Linked DNA regions of Danio rerio: region 1 is linked to region 2. Evidence: chromatin contacts called from public HiChIP or PLAC-seq data. All regions are on one chromosome and are shown on one strand. The core of a region is the stretch at or near the end of the contact, and the rest is flanking DNA. Distances in the headings are between cores, read along the strand shown. Region 1 holds the start of rbbp6 (retinoblastoma binding protein 6). Region 2 holds the start of cacng3b (calcium channel, voltage-dependent, gamma subunit 3b).

What was found. HiChIP or PLAC-seq counts read pairs in DNA pulled down with a chosen protein or histone mark.
Region 1: a contact with region 2 is called in an H3K4me3 HiChIP or PLAC-seq map of gastrula embryo, with 4 times the contacts expected there. The contact joins the promoter of rbbp6 here to the promoter of cacng3b in region 2. A contact is called at or near these places in 1 of 18 Hi-C or Micro-C datasets (caudal fin) and 2 of 4 datasets of contacts at active chromatin or transcription factors (embryo and gastrula embryo).

The regions. Positions count from the first base shown.
Region 1 is chr3:34,262,737-34,267,066 of GRCz12tu, forward strand. It overlaps rbbp6 (retinoblastoma binding protein 6), which reads left to right and starts at 1,612. Exons shown (of 17, transcript NM_001193674.1): 1 at 1,612-2,628; 2 at 3,018-3,117; 3 at 3,579-3,612. The coding sequence starts at 2,463.
Region 2 is chr3:34,127,123-34,131,143 of GRCz12tu, forward strand. It overlaps cacng3b (calcium channel, voltage-dependent, gamma subunit 3b), which reads left to right and starts at 1,363. Exons shown (of 4, transcript XM_073944749.1): 1 at 1,363-1,830. The coding sequence starts at 1,767.

The sequences.
Region 1 (4,330 bases), core at 362-2,861, 140 kb after region 2:
GCCTATCAAACAGCTTCACAAATTCAATTCAGTTCAAATCAATTTGTAAAAGAACTACATAATTAGTTTTCATCTGTTACTTTCAGGCTGAACATATTGGGAATTTTGGGACAGATTTGGGTAAAACACATTTTAGCATGTCTAGCATATCTGTACGTTTAATGCTGCTAGGAGCACATCTCCACAATGACAAGCAATAGAATTTGTAAACAATTAAAGACTGCCATCTAGTGCTCAAAAGTCATAAGCCCACACTAAAGGGAGAATTTATTTTTACATTAGCCAGTCTGGTGAAAGGGGTTGTTCTTTTTTTTCTCAAAAAGTGGACCTTTTTGCAGTTATTTGCCTTATTTTTCTGTTGAATTATGAGATCTAAATAGTGCATTTTAGTGACATTTTAAGCAGCATTAGCTGTATTAGCTTGTTGGACGGTCATCATAACCACACTTTATGATGCACCAAAAATGTTTCCTAAATATTTAGAATAAAGAAATGTCAAAATTAATACTTATTTCTAAAATTCAAATTTATTACATCATTTATCATTAGAAAAAAGAAACATCAATGATGTTTTACATCAATACCTGTCTATTGTTGTTTATTTTGCAAAGAACTACCTGCCCAGCATATTCTTTCCACAGTCAGAATCTAGCAATTTGAATAAAAAATATATTTAAAAAATATTATTAATAATAATAACATAGTGTAGAGCAATTCAAACAAACAAATTATCTAGCCTCTCTTGTATAAGAAAGTACATTTGAAAATTAATGTATAACAACAATGGCCAAAATAGTATTCAAATTAATTTTAATATGGGTTGCTTTTGGTGCCTCACACCTTTTTATTGGTAGTTTTTGTGTTTCAAGAACAGTGTCTACGATTTAGAATAAAAGTCACTTTTAAAATGTTTTCGCTATTTAAATACAAGTTGCAAAAGATTCTCTTGTGTCAGATTGTGCATTTTCTTGCACAAAATATTTTAGCTAAAGTCACACAGAAGATAATGTTAATTATGGGCATACGTTTTATTTTATTTAGAATCGTATGCGATGTAAAAAAAACTCAGACTGTTTTACATTATATTAATGAACATTAAATTAAGTTGCAAGTCAGAACATAGAGTAGTATCAGTAACATTGAGAAAAAATAAAATAGAAATAAACATGAATAAAAACATCAACATTATTCATTTTATGCATGCAAAAGAGTTTAGTAGTTTATAGATTTTTTATTTTTTTTGCTATGTACACTAGTATGACTAATTTATATTTTAAATGAGTAAAATTATAATTTTCCTTGACTGTTTGCATTTATGAATAAAGATGTGCTGTCAGATTTGCTTTTTGTATAGTGTGTAGCCTTTGTGTGTGAATGCGAGAGTGTATGGGTGTTTTCCAGTGATGGGTTGCGGCTGGAAGGGCATTCGCTGCGTAAAGCATATGCTAGTTAAGTTGGTGGTTCATTCCGCTGAAGTGAACCCGATTAATAAAGCGACTAAAACAAAAGGGTGTGCTGTTAATAAACTCCCGCAACTTGTAGCGCTTTGCGCATGCGCACTCTTGGCCCCTCCTAGTAACAGCTTTATTCTTTGCCCCTGCGTTTTCTGCGGAAACCCCTAGTGTGCGTAAAGTCAACGGGTTGTTTTCGATCACGGACGTGAGTCAGTACGACAAAACTGTGATTTAAACAACATCACTGTGGCCATCGAGGTTGACGACGGGGAGACTGGGTTACCGCGACAGTATTTTGATAAAAGGAGGAACGTTTTTTTTTTTTGTTTTTAGTGTTTTGTATCCGTTTTGCTGTAGTCTGTTGTGTTTTTGTATGTGTGATGGACGCCATTTTAGGTTGGTCACACTAGCTCATAGCCACATTGTTCAGGCCTTGCTTCAAACTACGTCGGTTTGTGTTTTTTGTTGTTGTTGAAATTTGGACTGCGCCGAACAAACATTTCGGAGGAACTCATTTCGGACACCGAGGCGACGTTATTGACTGGACTCTACACGTTCACCCATACGGACACCGTTTGAACTGTATATTTCTTGATCAGAGTTGGACCTTACGGACAGCTCACGGCTAACCGCCATATGGTCTTGGACATTGAAACCCGGCAGGAGAGTTTCTGGCTTCTTGCTGGGAAATTCCGTGGACTTAAATCACTTGCGTCATAAAGATTGCGTGTTGCATTTGATCACGGTCTTTCTGAACACTTGCTATTTTCAAATCGCAGTTGCTATTCACGTGAGGCAGAATCCACACGACCTCCTTAGTGGAGACCTTTTGATTTAACAAAAGAGTGTTGAGATGATGAGCAAATATGGCTATTATTCTTAAACTGTTAAGCTGATAAACTGATATTGAGTAAGGTTGATCGCTGGGAGAGCCCACGCGATCGGGCGAGTTGTAGTTGAGTTTGGTTGTGTGTGGTGGTGGTGTCTGACCACAAGGAGTGTTTAAACATGTCTTGTGTCCATTACAAGTTTTCTTCTAAACTTAACTACGACACGGTCACCTTCGATGGCCTTCACATCACGCTCAGTGATTTGAAACGCCAGATCATGGGGCGAGAGAAGCTGAAGGCCGCGGACTGCGACCTGCAAATCACCAACGCTCAGACTAAAGAAGGTAAGCTGGACAAAATGTGTTTGTTTGTTCAAAGTTTGTTCGAGTAATTGATACTAACCAATGTTAACATAAGTAAACGCGTAAGGTTTGTTGGAAAAGGGGTTTGAATTATTGCCTTGGTTAACTGTTAGCTTATAGCTAATGTTTGCTAACCTGTCACCAGCTTCGTTATTATATAACTTTTAAATGGGATTTTATGTCTTTTAATTATAAGCTTGTAAATGATTTGTTTTATTGCGATTAATTAATTTAAAGTATTGTTTTTAACTGTACATTTGTGTAGTGAAGACTCCATTTTGTGTGCCAGCGTTTATGTGTGCTCATTACATAGACAAAGGAATGTGAGAGGTGTTAATTAATGGTTTTGCCATTCTTATTTTTGATTACAGAATACACTGACGATGAAGCCCTCATTCCTAAAAACTCGTCTGTCATCATTAGACGAATCCCTATTGGAGGGCTTAAGTCGACAAGCAAAACATATGTCATGTAAGTACATTACTACTTTTAACCTGCAGTTGTCTTTTATAAATATTTGTACGACAAAAACATCTAAAAGTGTTAGATGTTTCAGTAGATATTAGCTAGGAACATTGTAATGTGGAAACTGCTGTATCTCATTTACAGTTCTGCATGTTCAACATTAATATGTTGTGATTTGATGTGAGGCATGAAGGGTAAAATGTCATATTTAGTCTCACCTTCCCCAATGGTGTATTATGATTGTAAATTTAAAATAAATGTCTCCATATAAATGAGGAATAGTAGCCCAATTGGCATGTAAATTTTTTTTTTAGGCTGACAGGTTAAAAACATCCAGTTTTTATTAAAACTTCTTAAAAGTGATTAAGTGTAATACTGAAATGCATTTTTACTTGAGCTGTTAAAATGTCTTGCAGTAAATGAAGTCGTTATTAGAGGTTAACCTCTTTCCTTGTTTTGTTTTGCAGCGATCGTTCTGAACCAAGTGGATCTTCAAAAGCAGTATGTAAAACCAACTCATTTCCTTGTCTCATTACACACATTTTCAAACTCCTCAGCAGCGGCTTTGTCTTGAAATCATTTAGGGAACGTTTCTCATGCTCCTCAATGTTGTCTTTGAAACCTGTTTGAAGATAACAAAGTGTGTTGAGCTGAATGTTTATATTTTGTGATTTGCAAAATTTGTTGCATTTGATATTAATGTTTTTCCACAATATCCAGTGTGTACAGAAGTCTCTGCGCATGCTAATACACTGTTTTCACATTGAATAAGTCCTCTACAAATATGAATTCTGTTGTACAGTTTAGTGTAAGATCATATTGATCCACCTAATTTTTGAACATGGCCAATGTTCAGTTTGTTTGTCCTTAAAGTGACACATCTGTAAACAGTTGTCTGTTTTGTTTTTTAATAAAAAACTGCATTGTTATTTATTAATTTCACCTTGTATCATACAGCTTCAGTGTCTTACTACTCATGTTTGCTCTATTGCTGTTATAAGGCACAACATATTTAGTTGGGTGTATGTGTGTGTGAGAGGAAGAGAGGATTTTTTTAACATTTATTTTTTGTAAAAGCGTATTTCCTAAAACAATGAGCCTAGCTTTGGACTAACTGTATGTCAATTTTGTTTTTGTTTTTTAACCTAAGATGTGCTTGACCTAGCCTAGTTTGCATTAAGGAAACTGGCTTTTGGCATTAAGAATAGTCTACGGAAAG
Region 2 (4,021 bases), core at 113-2,612:
GCAGAGTAAAGCTTGCTATGGAATAATAAGATTCATAATGACTACATCCCACAAGTCATTTATCAGCGCACAGTTTGAGAGAGATTCCCTCACATCCTTACCGTTTACTTGTGCAATCAAACGCTACATCCACAACAGTCACTAATGGAGCAAGTCCTCCTGGGAAGTTCCAGTTCAAGAGTTGGGAATGGGTAATTGGGACATGTCAAGGCCTGATTTAAATTTTCCACTACTACTTTTGCAAAAAGATGAATAAAGTTTGCTCACCAGGTGTATTTCTACTTATATGTGTTTTAATTCAATTTATGGTTGTTTATATATAAGGGGCCATTTGAAAAACCTTCTAGGCTATGATAACATTTTAGGTATCTTAGATTGCATTTAGTGTGTTTTCATTTTGTCAAATGAAAACAGTCATTGTCCAAATTGACAATTTTACTGCATTAGGTTCACACAAAACAGCCTAAAATACATGATACATTACCATTCATGCTCACAGAGGATTCAAATATATTGCTATCTTTCGTACTTGCCGTCTACTGGATTCATTATGATAATATGAGGACTTGATGAATCAGTGAATGATACACAATTGTCTAGAACAGTGTTTTTCAACTGGTCGGTCACGACCCACTTGGGACAATTTTCAGTGGGTCGCAGAGTGTGTGATAAAAAAAAAACAACAACAAAAATTTAATTTTTAACTTATTTTGCTAATATCGGACTTTTATTTTGAAATCTGTGTGCGACAATCGTACCGTTTGACATGTGAAATATCATTTAATTATAGCAACAAATATGTCAAACGACCCCAAACATGTAAAGTGTGGATTTACATATATTGACGACAAAAAAGGCAAAAAAAACCTCAGTGTGTAGTGAGGTGCTCTCAAGAGAGCATGAAACCCTTTAAATTAAAACGACATTTAGAAACCAAACATCCCAGTTGCAAAAACAAACCTGTGGACTATTTTTTACAGACGACTCCAATAGCTGGGGGCATCACAAAAGTGCCTAACATCTTCATGTTCAAAACAAGTACAAGCACTTTGCGCATCTTACTGTGCTTACTGTGTAGCAAGGGCCAAGAAAGCCCACACAATAGCAGAAGAGCAAATAACTGTTTATTATAGAAATGGTTACGATTATTTCATCATTCAAAACTCTCCAAGCACACAGGCCCTCAAGGATCAGGTTTGCCAATCCTTGGTCTAGAGATGGATAGAAAGTGCGATCATGGCCCACACTCCTAACCAGCAGGTGGCGGTAATGCACCTAGAAAGTTGTATGCCAACCGCCAATAAAACCCATGAGAAGAAGAAGAAGAAGAAAGACAAAGGAGACGTCCAATTGCCTGTAGTCCTCAAGGAATGTAGTTGAGAAACGCTGGTCTAGAAGACCAGTCAGAGCAAACAGTTCCTTTAACACTAATTAAACACACTTGATCAAAATAATTGAGTCATTCTGGCTTGTTTTAAACCTCCACGTACGTGTTTTGAAGCGGGGGAACATAAACTGTTCTGGGCAATTTGACACACCTTTCCAGGTTGGGGTGTTTAGGCAAGTTTTAGTTAGAATCTGCAGCACGTCAATTTTGGGCACCCCTAGATATACAAAGACAGTTCACTCACAGTACTATGAATGTGGTAATGTTCAAAATGGCTGCTACAATGAAGGAAGTCTCACCTAGATTAGCCAATCTACAAAAATAAATTGTAAAGTGCTTATAAAAAGTGTAAAGGACTCAAAACAGCACCAGGATACAAATGAAGACCTGCTGTGAGGATTTGCTTCTGATGCTTGTACAGAAATGTAACAGACAAAAAACAGGTATGTTTCAGCATTCTGTTCCTTTCATTGTCATGTCCTGTTTTTGTTTTAAATTTTTGTTCAAATGTCTGTGGTTGTTTTACATTTTCTTTTTCACTCTAATTGTATGTATCAAAATTTGCTTGATATTTTAACAAGACCCATCTTTTAAGCAGTCTAGAACCGCTTGTTTCATACACACCAGGGTTCATATAGCAGTCTTCTCATTTAGTCAAATGAACCGCACTAATAGAGCAATCACACTAAGGTTTATTTATTTTCAACCTAACCTGTCAATTGTGAACACACACCTTTACTGGCTATTGAAACAAACACATTTACCAATCTTGGTGAAAATCATTCATATAGATGTCTGTTTCACATTTTTTGTTTAGACGCTTTTCAATGATATGGCATTTTTGATGAACACAATTTGAAATGGAAATGAAAGAAAAAACTTGGATTATTCCTAGCTTTACTATTAACATGGACAATGTGTTTATTCCTTTGCTGTATTCCTTTACCCTCCCCAAAACAGAAGATCAGGGGCCTCATGTACAAAGACTGGCATGGAAATCATACTAAAACATTGCGTACGCACAAAGCTTTAAATGTGCGTACGCAGAAAAAAATTCAGATGTATGAAACGTACACCGAATCCCAAGCATATTCTTTTGTACATCCGAATGAACGTGAAACTGAGCGCAACATGCACAAGCACAAAACCCCTCCCTGCCTCCTCCCCCGTATGAATATGCTAATGACTCTACTTTGGCAAAACCCAACGAAAAAGCAAAGGCAAAAGCAAGCAAAAAGAGAAACTTTGAACAGAATGTGAATTGAGCGCTGCTTTCGGAGGTAGACCGGAGGAAAACTGTGTTATTTGGAAGTTTGTCCTCTGGAATTATCAACAAAAGAAAAAAATAGAGTGGGGAGAGTTTAGCTGATGTGGCTAACACAGTTGGGTCTGAACATCGCACTGTGGAGTAAAAAGAGAAATAGTGTGATTTATAGGCGTAAAATGTTGCAGCACCTTTAACAGTCTCCGTGGCGCAGCTCTTAAAACACATGTCAACATGTTTGGACACGTTCGAGCATGAACTCGGTTTGAATCCAGCGTCTGATGAACTCATTCTTTTTTTCCCCGCTACATATCAGATTTTGCCTACTATTTATCACAAGAAAGACAAGTAGGAATCATTAATAAATCTGTGCATCACATTTTATTTGCACATTTATTAAATGGAAATGTTTCTGATTCACGCATACAAATTCATCTTCAGATAGTGTCTTCATAGCAATGTGCGTGCAGTAGATCGCTCCCATTACAATGGGAAAACAGGCGACCGCTGCAAATTGCGCTTTAATGTTTGGCTGGTCAACTGCATGGTATGGAAATCTTATATACCTGCTAGATGAACCCGTCTCATACAGCTGCCATTGCAAGGCTCAAAGACACTTTGGAGAGTGAGCACATTTCCACGTTCAGTTCATCGTTAGTAAATCCAAACGTTAGCGATTCTGAGCGTGAAACCTGGCGTACGCAAAGTTTTTGTGCGTACGCAGCGTTGATACATGAAGCCCCAGATCTTAGTCACTGTTAACTTTTTTTTTTATTCGAACTGTATTATAATAAATTATTTGTCAATGCATTTTAATTAAATTTATTTTTTTAAAGTCTAGTTTAATTTCAGTAAAATTCCTGTTTAATTCAATTTAACAACCATAAATTAGTTTATTTTTTATATAGAAACATTTCAGGACCATTGTGTGTGTGCGTGCGTGTGTGTACACACACACACACACACACACACAAGCATTCAAGTTAAGCATTTGAGAAACCAACTCAAATACAAAATTGGCAAAGTGTTGGAGCTAAAGAGTTTATCTGGCAAGGTTTACTTGCTGTAGCTCACTGATTGGTAAATAGAACTTTGTGCACAGCTTAATGGGTAGTATAGTAATGTAGCAGTGGTGTACAGTAAACTATAGTATGTATATAATAGTACATTATAAAAATATAATCAATTTTCATTATATAAAATATAATCAATTGGTCATGACGGCATGTTTTTAGTTCATAGCGACTTATTAAACTAAGTTTATCGTGTTCTAACTTAATTTTTTAAGTTACATAAGCTGTTAGTTTAACCTATTATAAGTTCAGTGGACTTATACGGTTAATCTGATTCAGTTTAAACATTTAAGGCAA